Linked DNA regions of Sus scrofa: all the other regions are linked to region 3. The links are chromatin contacts, called in public Hi-C and promoter capture Hi-C maps. All regions are on one chromosome and are shown on one strand. The core of a region is the stretch at or near the end of the contact, and the rest is flanking DNA. Distances in the headings are between cores, read along the strand shown.

Region 1 (3,672 bases), core at 900-3,399, 220 kb before region 3:
AGCTGCTGCAGTGACAACACCTGATCCTTAATCCGTCGAATCACCAGGGAACTCCTGTTATCTAATATTTGTATTAACCAGCGGGGGCCAAGGCAAAAAGAGAGGATGAACTCACCATACATCTTGCCTTCATCCGACAGGATGATTTTCCGCCGACCACAGGGTGGGTAGATGGCCAGGGCCTCCTGGAAGCTCTGCTCGATGTCTGGACTCCAGACACCCTCGGCGTCTGGGCCCCCATCTCCCCCAGCCCCCTCACTGCCACCAGTGCCCTCTTCACTTCCTTCCTCACTTCCTGTCCAGCCGCTGCCATCGTCCAGGGGGGCCCCAGCCCGGGGTTCCCCCATCTGGGCCTGGAGGAACACAGAGGTCACCAAGGTTCCCACAACCCACCCAGAGGGACCTCAGGGCTGGGAGGGCTGGGGGTGCAGAGAGCTGGGTCCGAGGGAGGAGGCAGGGGTACCCAGATCCTGGGGCCTGAGGGAGGAGGGGACTGGGAGCCTGGACCCCTGGATCTGAGAAAGGAGGGGGCTGGAAGCCGAACTCCCAGGTCTGAGGGAAGCAAGAGCCTGGGGGGGGCCTTGACTTTTAGGTCCTAGGGGAGAAAGTTGGCTGGATTTCTGGGGAAGCTTAGGGTGAGAACATTATCCTCTGTGTTTTCAAGGGAGCCGGGGTTGTGATGAAGTCTTAAGACCCCGGAGGAATGCCTAGGGCCCACGAGGGCTGAAACTTTGGGTATGGATTACTGGTTTAAAGAAGACAGGCGTCAGGGCCTAGTTGAGGGGAAGGGGGGGTGTGGGTGAAATCTGCTCAGTCCCTCCCCCAGAACAGGTGCTAGGATGTGAGCAGCAGCTGCCAGAAAAGAAGGAGGGGCCCAGGCCCGAGTAAGGCTGAGGGGCGATCCAGAGAGAGAGGAACAGCGACTCAGAGAGAGAGAGAGAGAGGACAGAGTCCCAGAGAGTAGGGGACAGAGACCCAGAGAGAGAGGGACAGACTCAGGGAAGAAACTCCAGCCAAGACCAGGAAAGACCCACAGCACCACAGACTGGGGGGCGGGGGCGCTCTGCCATCAGGAGCGCCAGAACAAAGGGCCCAGGCGTCCCCTCCCCCAGTTTCCCACAACCCCCATCAGGGGAGGGGCTGGCCGGCGAGGGCACCTCCCCTCCGGCCCCAGCCCCGCCCCTTCCCCCGTTCCCCTCCCCCCCATCCCCCGCCCCCGGCACTGTGGGCTCAGATCCAACTCAAGTTCCCAGTGACTTTCCGGAGGCCGGGAACGGGGGGAAAACTTTTTCCAATACAGTCAGATCCCGCCTCCCTGGCGGCTCCACGTCTTCCACAGCTTTCCCAGGACCCCAGAGTCCAGGCCCCCATCCCCCTCCTCCCTTGGACCCCGGAGCCCCGGCCGAGATAGACAAAGACCCCAGGCCGAGCCCAGTGGCGCTGCGGCGGTCAGGACCCCCGTAGGCCAAAACCCCAGCCCAGCTCTCCCCCATGTGGCCAGACAAAGGGACGGAGGAGCCGAGTCAGAAAAGTCCCCCCTAACTCCCCTCCCCAGGCCCCAAACCTCCAAAGCGACAAGACTGAAGATCCAGAAAGCCCCGTAGCCCACCTTCGGCCACCCAGGAGGCCTCCGTTCTCCACGAGGAGGACCAGGCGCCCACAAATGACACACACAAACCAATTCGGTCAGAAACAAGCCCGGGGTCCTTTCTCACGTGAAACCGACACCTCCACAGACACTCACACTCAGGCGCACACACCCGCCAGAGTCCCCAGCCCTCACCCATTCCCAGGCGCACAGTCTCAAACTCAGACCCATCAGCAAACACCCCGAGTGTGGCGAAAGTTCCAACTCCACACTTAGCCTCGGTCACGAGCGCACCCTCGGGCCCACCCCCGGTAAAGAAGAGGGCGGCCAGCAGTTCAGAGATGGGCCCACAAACACCTCAAAGCGTAACGCATAATTGCCCACCCCAACTCACACACCCAAATGCAGAATCCCCGACTCCCGCCGGCGCCTTCCTACCTCCCGGCCTGGGGCTGGGGAGCCGCGGGCGGGCGGGGCGCTGCGAGGGAGAAAGTTGCCCGGGAGCTTTGTTTGGGAAAAGTGGGAGGGACCGGAGGGGGGGCGGGTCCGGGCGCCGGACAGCGGGAAGGGGGATCCGACGGTGACAATTTAGGGGAAGATTTTTGCTTTGGCAAAAAAAGGTGAAGTCTAGCTGGGGCCTGGTGAGAACGTCCAGATTCTGGTGCTTAGAAGGATCCCTGAGAGAGGAGGGGTCTTGGGCGTCTGGATTCAGGGGTCTGAGGGAGGATTGATGGGGGCCAGGAAACCTGGATCTGAGGGAGGGGGGACTGGGGGCCAAGATTCCTGGGTCTAGAGAGGAAGGGTCTGGAGGCCTGGACACCTGGCTTTACCCAGCTGTGTGTGTGCGGGAACGATTGATAGGAAAAAGAAACAAAAGAAACTTTCCTGTTCAACCCTCAAGTGCATTTTTCAGGATTGAAGTATAAGGCTGGATTTTTTTTTTATCGATTTCCATTGATTTTTCCCCCCCATTGATTGCTTTCCTTGTGACTTCCTGAGAGTTAAGGGTGGAAGGCAAGACGACTGGGAGTTTATTAGAGGTTCACGGAGATGGAGACTCTCATGGACACGCGATAGTGGACTAGAGGTATTTGGTGTCCCAGGACCAGGAGAGAGCCTCGGTGCCTGAAGAGAGAGATAAGAGTCCCTTAAAAAGGCCCTTTGGGCTTCCTCTGTGGCTGACTACATGCCTTGTCTGCTATGGCGGCTCTGGTTCGATCCCTGGTCCTAGAATTTACACATGCCACTTAAAATTAAAAAAAAAAAAAAAAAGGTTCCTTAAAGATGAGGATTAAGTGTTCAAATTCGGGACTAGAGGGGCTGGGGTCCAGACTCTGAGGTCCTGAGGTAGAGGGGAGCCGGGATTCCGGGCTCCTTGGAAGATGGGACTCGGGACTGGATTTAGGGTTTCCCGAGAGGGCGGAGCTTTTCAGTGGTAGCAAGAGGGCTCCGTGTTCAGCGTCCCTACATAGCCTTCTATTGAGCGCGTTAATCCTTTCAAAACCTGGAGAAGATGGGAAGGGATGTGGAGAAACTCAGACAGATAAAAAGAAAATTAAGCAGTGGACGAATCAGAAGGACTGTTCAGAGTAGGGCATTTCATCAGCAGACTAGTGGAACTGAGGGCACTAGGGGCAAGATCTGGGGCTCTTAGGTGGGGCCTAGGTGTGCGGGCGTGGCTCTAAGTCAGGGGCGGGGCCATCTGCAATTGGAGCAAGACTGCGGCAAGATGGGCACGATCGGAGAATGCGGGCAACACTGGGTCTCCAAGGCCAAGGTCAACGGACAGGGGCGTGGTCTGACTATGGGGGTGTGTGCTTGAAAAGTACGCTGGGCTTTGGCTTAAAGGGTGTGGCTCTTCCCTTAAGGGCGTGGCTCTTCCCTTAAGGGCGTGACTATCCAATAGAGGGCCCGGCTCCTGGGTGAGGTCAGCAGATGGGGGCGTGGTCAAGCAAATAGGGCCGAGTCCAGGGCTCGCGGAGCTCACCCAACGCCCCAGGTAATCCGGCCTAGGCTCGAGACCAGAACTGTTTAGATATAACAGTCCTTGGACTGCGGGAGCCTGAGAGTCCGGTGGACCAGGC
Region 2 (3,519 bases), core at 281-2,780, 210 kb after region 3:
GACTCGTCTGCGACCTACACCACAGCTCATAGCAACGCAGGATCCTTAACCCACTGAGCGAGGCCAGGGATCGAACCTGCAACCTCATGGTTCCTAGTTGGATTCGTTTTCACTGTGCCACAACAGGAACTCCCAATGCCATCCTGCCAACCTTATGAGGAAAGATTTATGATCTCCTAGTCCAGATGGGAAAGTGAGGTTCAGAGAGATTAAGGTACTGGCCAGAAGGCACACAGCTAGAAAGGGCAAAAGTAGGGCTGAAATTGCTGTCTGCCCAACTCAAAAACCCCAAACTGGGAGGCGCTCAGGATCCCACAGCGGCTCCTTGGGACATCCCCACCTGATGGTGGGAACTGAGGCAGGGAAATGACTGGTCCAAGGTCACACAGCCTGGGAGTGCTGCATCTGAGGCTCTCACTTCCTTGGGACACCAATATTAAACTCCTCTCTTAGGCAAGATCTCTTAGAACAAACTCCTAGACCTTAGAACAGTGGTAGCAAGGGGGGTCGTAAGGGTCCCACACACACCTCAAAGAGGAGGCGCCCATACAAGGAGGAGGGTGAATCCCACCAACCTCTCTGCCAAGGCCTGGGGGCTCTGTGGAGTGGGTTACTCAAAAGGAGAGTGGCTCCAATGGGAGAGTCACTTAACACTACAGCTTCTGCAGGAAGTACTGTATCTTTCACGGAGCTCCGACGTGGAAGACCCTCCTCCCTCCAAACGGAGGCGTTTAAGATCAGCGTGAGAGGGAAGTGAGACCTGACCCCCCATAAAAAGGGCAAAAGAGAGGTAAAGTATTTGGTCTTTTAGGGTTAGGTGAGGAGGTGGGGAAGCTGACACCAGGAGTGAGGAAAGAGGAAAAGTCCTGCAAGGAATGAGGGATGCTAGTGAAGTCCCTTCCAACCACCTGTCAACCTGGAAGTAACCCTTTCCCCACCCCAAGGTGGAAGGAACTCGAAGATGCACCTGTGGCCAGGAACAGGTGAATGCCTGGGGTCTTTCCCTACCGCTGGAAAACCTCCCCTCTTCGCCCGGGGGTCCAGGGAAGACCCACTTCTCTAGGAAGAAAACAGGAAATCCCGCCCAGGTAGGGGCCATGACCGGAAGTCCCGCCCTCAGACGGGTGAGGGGCGCCCCGAGGCCCCACCGAGTAACCCCCCGACCCTGTGGACGTGGTCCACGGCCAAGGGGAGGATCCTAATGGTTCTGGAGACCGGGGAGTAAGGCTGTCTAAGCCTCGCCTCAGGTCAAGCACGACGGTTCACACGGGCGGCACCTTTCCAACGCTCAGCGTAGGGTCACTGGGCGATCTCTGCCCTCTGATCTACACAGGCTGTACCCCTCCCGCGACCTGCTCGCCCTCCCAACGCCCCTCTCCGGACGGCCAAAACCTCCCCACACCGCAGTTCACAACGCCGCCTCCACTCACGTGCCCGTAGCCAGCATGGCCGGCCTGGCGCCGTCGCCGCCCTCAAAAGACATGGCGGCGCCTTGCGTCACTTCCGTGGCCCGCCTCTTCTCTGCACACTCCACCTCCCAAATCCCACCCGCATGAGATCAAGGTGGTGGCCACCGGGGCTTCTCCGGATCACAGTGGGACAAAGGCGACTGCAAGGTGAAAGATGGTGAAAGAAAGGCCGCCGTTTGCTCAGAAACAAACCTAGACCATTTTTTTTTTTTGGTCTTTTTGCTATTTCTTGGGCCGCTCCCGCGGCATATGGAGGTTCCCAGGCTAGGGGTCCAATCGGAGCTGTAGCCGCTGGCCTACACCAGAGCCACAGCAACACGGGATCCGAGCCGCGTCTGCAACCTACACCACAGCTCATGGCAACGCCGGATCGTTAACCCACTGAGCAGGGGCAGAGATCGAACCCGCAACCCCATGGTTCCTAGTCGGATTCGTTAACCACTGCGCCACGACGGGAACTCTTAGACCATTTCTATTTGCTCCAAAAGGACGAGACAAATGCACACGCTCACACGGAACCACGGTACCTTAATACAAGTAACTTCACGTTCTTTGTGCATAGTGACCACAAGTACTGGTAGAAAACAATGCCTGTTAAGAACGGAGCCGCTAACGTGGCTTCACTTGCCTGCAGTGTACCCGGCACACAAACCCTCTCTGGGTTAAACCCCTTCCGCACCAAAACGTGCAAAACCCCCACACGGCAGCTTCTTTTTTTGCTTCAGTTTACCCAGCTCAGGCCACTTTCTCTCGATGGTGATTCTGGACTTTGTCTGGAAACGCTTCATTCTCGGGGATACTGACGGTTTCATCCCAATTACTCGAGTCCTTCAGGCTTCTCTCACCTTTTTCTTTGCCGTTTCTCTCTTCCAGGACCTTGCTGTAGCGCCCCGCAGAGAGACGGGACTGCCCCACATTAACATGGCCGCAGCTAACTGGCTCTGACTGTGCCCTCGAGCAAAATGGCATCATTTTGGCTTCGATGCCAGTATACAATATGGAAAAAGGAGTAGGTTTTTCCGAGCCAGCTTGAGTGAGGGGGTGGAGTTCTTGGGCCCGCCCCCTTGTTTACTTCGTGGTAAGGACTGTAACACTGCGCCTGCGCACTCTCGCTGGCCGCTCCACCTTTCATGTCTGTGCCATGTGACTTGAAACCTCGTGGTTCAAGTCTACCCACCCTGTTCTGAAAAATGGTTACACCCACTCCTGTTCTAGACCAGATAGAGCCGCTACCACTCTCTGGGCTTGAGGGGAGTCTCCTATCCGGATGTGACAATACGATGACCCGGAAAAGGAGGGAGCCGGGGCAGTAGGGCCTCGGCCGCGACTATGGAGGGAGCCGGTTACAGGGTAAGCACTGAAGACGCATTCTTTTGCTTCTGTCGATGCGAAACGCCCCCCTTCGGTGGTCCGCTTCCTTCTCACGCTTTGCTGGGGTCTGGGAGCCCGGCACATCCTTAACAAAACACACCATTCCCTTAATAAACGCACTGTCACCCTTCTTTCCAAGGCCATAAGGAGACACATATCATTTAGCCCCGCCCACTGAGCTGCCAAGACCCTCTTCCAGCCCCGCCCACTTTGGATCTACTCCTTCCTCTACTACCCCGCCCCCCGCCCCCATTTCCAGCCCCCCTGACGCCTGGCTGGCTGTATTCAGTCTTCTCCACTCCAGATCCCATCACCTAGGTAATAGTACCCCGGGCCCGCCCCTTGGCGAATAGCTCCTCCCTTGGCCTTCTCCCATTGGCTCCCCTTTGGGCCCCGCCCTCAGGGGGGGTGTCTTCCCGCGCCTGGGCCCCGCCCTTCACTAGTCCCCATCTCCAGGTGGTGTTTGAGAAGGGAGGCGTGTACCTGCACACCAGTGCCAAGAAACACCAAGACCCAGACTCCCTCATCGCCGGCGTTATCCGTGTCGTGGAGAAGGTGGGCCAGGAGGGAGCAGGGAAGGGCACGGGCAGGTCCAGAGCGGGATGGAGGCGGCGTCTGTAGAATAGTGCAGAGGTCAGCAGTGGGACCTCATGAAGGCTGCGGTGGAGTCTGGAAGGAG
Region 3 (3,532 bases), core at 814-3,313:
GGGGGTGGAGAGGACGCTTTACTACAGGGTCCCAGCAGGGATGATGGAGGCCTGCCTCCCTTATCCCCTGTGCTCCCCAGGCCCCTCTCTCCAAGGGGCTCCCGGCCCCATCCCTCTTTTTGATATAAAGTTGCATTTCCCGAGTCGGGATGATGCCCTGGCTATGCGGCATTGAACACATCACTCCCCCTCTAAATCACTGCCCCTCTCCTGACCCCGATTTTCTCCCTGGGGAAATGAAGATCAAAAGAGTGCTACCCTCAACCCAGTGTGTGAGATTCAGGGAAAATCCTCGTTAAGCATTTCATATCGTCTGCGCATAGTAGGCGCTCAGTCACTGGGACCTTTTGCCATCCAGCATATCTGCATGTGTTCTTCCCCCTTTCTTCCCTCTTTTTTTCTTCCTCCTCCTCCTCCTCCCTCTCCCCCTCCCCCTGGGCAGCTTCCAGTGTCTCCTCCCAGGGGAAGATCCCGGTTCCAATCCGGCTGCTGAGACGCTGCCCCGCCCGCAGGCGGGGCCCCTCCCTTCCTGCCTGGGTCCCGGCCGCCTCCATCCAGGCCCTGGGCCAGCTTTGGGTCTGCCCCTGGGTGCAAGGGGCCCAGGGCTTGGGGCCTTTCTCTACCCAGACAGGAGCTCCCATGCACGCGCTGTCTGGGGTCTCTTCAGGGGTCTGGGGCCCAGGGACCTCAGGGGTGGCATCCCTGGAGCAGACACCTTTCTAGGGTTTCTCCCAGGTGGGAGAGTTTCCCCTGGGGAAAGGGGTGGAAGTTTCCTGGGCAAGGGTGGATTTTCAGAAGAGAAGGGGTGATCTGGCAGCTGCTGGGGGTCCGAAGGCTGCATCCTGCCTGTCGTGGAGGGTGCTTGGTAAGGGGCAGTGCAGGGGCCTGGCCCTGGGGGGTTTAGGGGTGTGTCTGCAGAGTAAACCGGGAGAAGCTCAGGTGGGCGAACTGGGGGCTGGAGAGCATGGGGGAGGGTTGTCATAGAATATAAGTACATGTCTAGAGAGTCGTAGAGACCTGGAGATACATTTAAGAGGTCAGAGAAACTCCAAAGGAGCAGGTCTTTCTGGAGGTGTCAAGACTCTGGGGGCTTCTTCCATGGAAATGATCTGGGGGCTAACCAGAATTTCTGAGAGGGGCTCAGGAGATCAGAGTGGAGGAAAACTCACGACGGAGGAGTGGATGGTTTTCCTTGAGGAAGGGTAGGGGTCTGGATCTGGTGGGATGGGGGATCCCCAGAACTTGGAGTCTTAGTGGGAATGGCCAAGGGGCAGGATCTTTTTGCAGTCTCTTGGGTCTGAGGGGGTCTCCCTGAGGACAGGGGTGGGATGGAGTCCTAGATGGATCTCAGGGGCCAAGTCTGGGCATAATTTCTACTTTCTGGTGGAGGTCTCTGAAGGGGCTAAACAGCCAGGTTGGGGTAATGTCAAGGGCATTCTCCCAGTTACTGAGCGGCTCAGAGGGGAAGCTGAGGTCAGGGATTTGGGAGAGGTAGGGCTCAGGGTGCGAGGAGGTGGCCCCGAGCGGGGTGGGGGCCCATGAGAATGCTTAGGGTCTAAATGGGTTGACTCTTCTGGATTTAGGGTGCTCCCAGGAGGCATCCAGGGTCAGGTCAGCAGAGGAGCGGGGCTTTGGATACTTGGGGTAGGGGTGGTGGGTCTCAGGATACAAGGACAGGAGGAAGGTCCCTCATGTAGGGGGTGGAGGCCCTGAGGGGCTCAGGGTCACATCTGAGGGGACATTTTTAAGATTAGAAAGCCTCATAAGAGGGTCTCAGTGATGGATGGAGGGGAAGCCGGAGTCTTGGGGATCCCGCCAAGGGCTCAGGTCTGGGTGGGTCCCGGGGGCACCCCCCGGGGTGAAGGTCCACTACCTGGATGAACTGGATGGTCAGCGCGCTCTTGCCCACGCCGCCGCCGCCCACGACCACCAGCTTGTGTGTCTCGCTGGGTGGGGGGTCCCCGGGTCCCGGCCCCCCGCCCCGGGGCCGCCCCCGCCCTGTCCCGGACGCCGCCCCGCTGCTCATGTCGCTGCCGCTGCCGCCGCTACCGCCTGGGGCGGGGGGGGGGACCGGGCGGGGCCTAGGGGCGGACCACGTTAATAAGGGTACTGCATAAACATGAGCTCCAGCAAGAAGGGCTCCTTACTTGGGACACTTAGAGGCAGGCAAGACCTGGGAAAAGGAGGAGCTATGCTAATACGGATAGGAGTACGGCTGTCGCTGAGAAGGGGAATTCCGAATGGGGCGGGAACATGCTAATGAGAGAACTGTGCTCACCCCGAGCAGCGCCACGCGCTCTCGGCTGGCGGGCCGGGGGGGCGGAGCCATGCTAATAAGAGTTCTTATTCTCTTCGTAGACGGGTCCGGAAAATCGTTCGGGGTGGGACTATGTAAATGAGAAACCCTGTGTTGCAGCTAGCTTCTCAGGGTACCGTCCCCGAGGCCTTGTTCTAGTAGGCGGGGCTTGAGTCTTGCGCACGCGGCCGTATATAGGCGCGCTCTGAGGAAGGAGCGAGTCCTGAGGGGAAATTAACCTCTGTCCTGGGACCCAAGCCAAGCTCCCGACTCTGGCATCTGGGTTGGGTGATGGAGGCTCCGCCCGCTACGGGACCCAGGCTTCCGGTTCCCGCTGTCCCAGCCTAGCGGAAGACAGACTGGGAGGGGAGATGGGGCCCTGGAGGGGGGCCAGCGGGTAACCGGGAAGGGAGGGGCCGTGAGATCACTGCATTCCTAATTCATGAGCCAGCTCGCCCAAGCGGGGACGCCTGGGTTATGAAGGGTCTAGGGTCAGGATTTCCGAGTCTTGAAGGAGGAGAAAGCCCAGGACCCAGACCCCTGGGTCGCAAGGAGAGATTGTGACTGGAGGTTTGGACTCCTGGGTCCTGGAAGGAGGAGTTCTGGAGGTCCTTGCTTCTAGATTGCTGAGGGCCCGGACTCATCGGTCCGAGGGCTGAAGGAGCGGGGGGACCCAATATTCTGGATCCGAGGGAATTGGAATGGGGTACCCGAACCCCTGTGTTCGCGTAAGGCGTTTGAGACCAGGAATGGTCTGAGGGAGGCATGAAGGCCCGACTCCTGGATCTAAGAGGAAGGAGGGCTCGGACTTCTGAGGGAAATGTGAGTCCGGACCCCTCGGCTCTGAGAGGAATCGGATTTGGATTTTTCTGTTGTAAATGAGGAGGAAGCTGTAGGGCCGGGCTTCTTGGTTCTAAATTTAGAGAGAACTTGGGCATCAGGATTCTGGGATCCCCAGAATGTGGGCGGGGCAACTTCCAGCCAGTCCTGCTTCCCCCCCCCCCACGGCTCACTCCGCGGAACTACAACTCCCTTGCACCTGTCAGGCTGAGCGCTCTTTACGGCACTTCCTTTTCCGCTGCTCTTTCCGCGCGCGTGCAGGGCACTATGGGGCTTAATCGCGCGCTACCGCAACCCCGCCCACTTCACCCCTCATCCCCTCGCAGTCCCCGCGCGGCGGAGGCGACGCGCGGACTACGTCTCCCGGCGTACGTCGCGCGCACCCGGCCCATCTGC

What was found. Promoter capture Hi-C pulls out the DNA fragments that hold promoters and counts their contacts. A called contact is a pair of places that touch in the nucleus more often than the background predicts.
Region 1: a promoter capture Hi-C map of skeletal muscle shows a contact between it and region 3, with 6 times the contacts expected there. The contact joins the promoter of DKKL1 here to the promoter of RRAS in region 3. A contact is called at or near these places in 1 of 5 promoter capture datasets (skeletal muscle), 1 of 47 Hi-C or Micro-C datasets (heart right ventricle) and 2 of 2 datasets of contacts at active chromatin or transcription factors (alveolar macrophages and skeletal muscle).
Region 2: a contact with region 3 is called in a Hi-C map of skeletal muscle, with 4 times the contacts expected there. The contact joins the promoter of TBC1D17 here to the promoter of RRAS in region 3. A contact is called at or near these places in 1 of 47 Hi-C or Micro-C datasets (skeletal muscle) and 1 of 2 datasets of contacts at active chromatin or transcription factors (alveolar macrophages).

Annotation. Positions count from the first base shown.
Region 1 is chr6:54,460,218-54,463,889 of Sscrofa11.1, forward strand. DKKL1 (dickkopf-like protein 1) reads left to right here and starts at 2,150. Exons shown (of 5, transcript XM_021094734.1): 1 at 2,150-2,208. TEAD2 (transcriptional enhancer factor TEF-4) reads right to left here and starts at 2,108. Exons shown (of 12, transcript XM_021094725.1): 1 at 2,027-2,108; 2 at 116-353. The coding sequence starts at 347.
Region 2 is chr6:54,888,472-54,891,990 of Sscrofa11.1, forward strand. It overlaps TBC1D17 (TBC1 domain family member 17), which reads left to right and starts at 1,531. Exons shown (of 18, transcript XM_013998674.2): 1 at 1,531-1,616; 2 at 2,343-2,819; 3 at 3,297-3,395. The coding sequence starts at 2,799. It overlaps AKT1S1 (proline-rich AKT1 substrate 1), which reads right to left and starts at 2,446. Exons shown (of 5, transcript XM_005664751.3): 1 at 2,315-2,446.
Region 3 is chr6:54,682,651-54,686,182 of Sscrofa11.1, forward strand. RRAS (ras-related protein R-Ras) reads right to left here and starts at 2,064. Exons shown (of 6, transcript XM_003355998.3): 1 at 1,874-2,064. The coding sequence starts at 2,026. SCAF1 (splicing factor, arginine/serine-rich 19) reads left to right here and starts at 2,687. Exons shown (of 12, transcript XM_003127346.5): 1 at 2,687-3,118. The coding sequence starts at 3,062.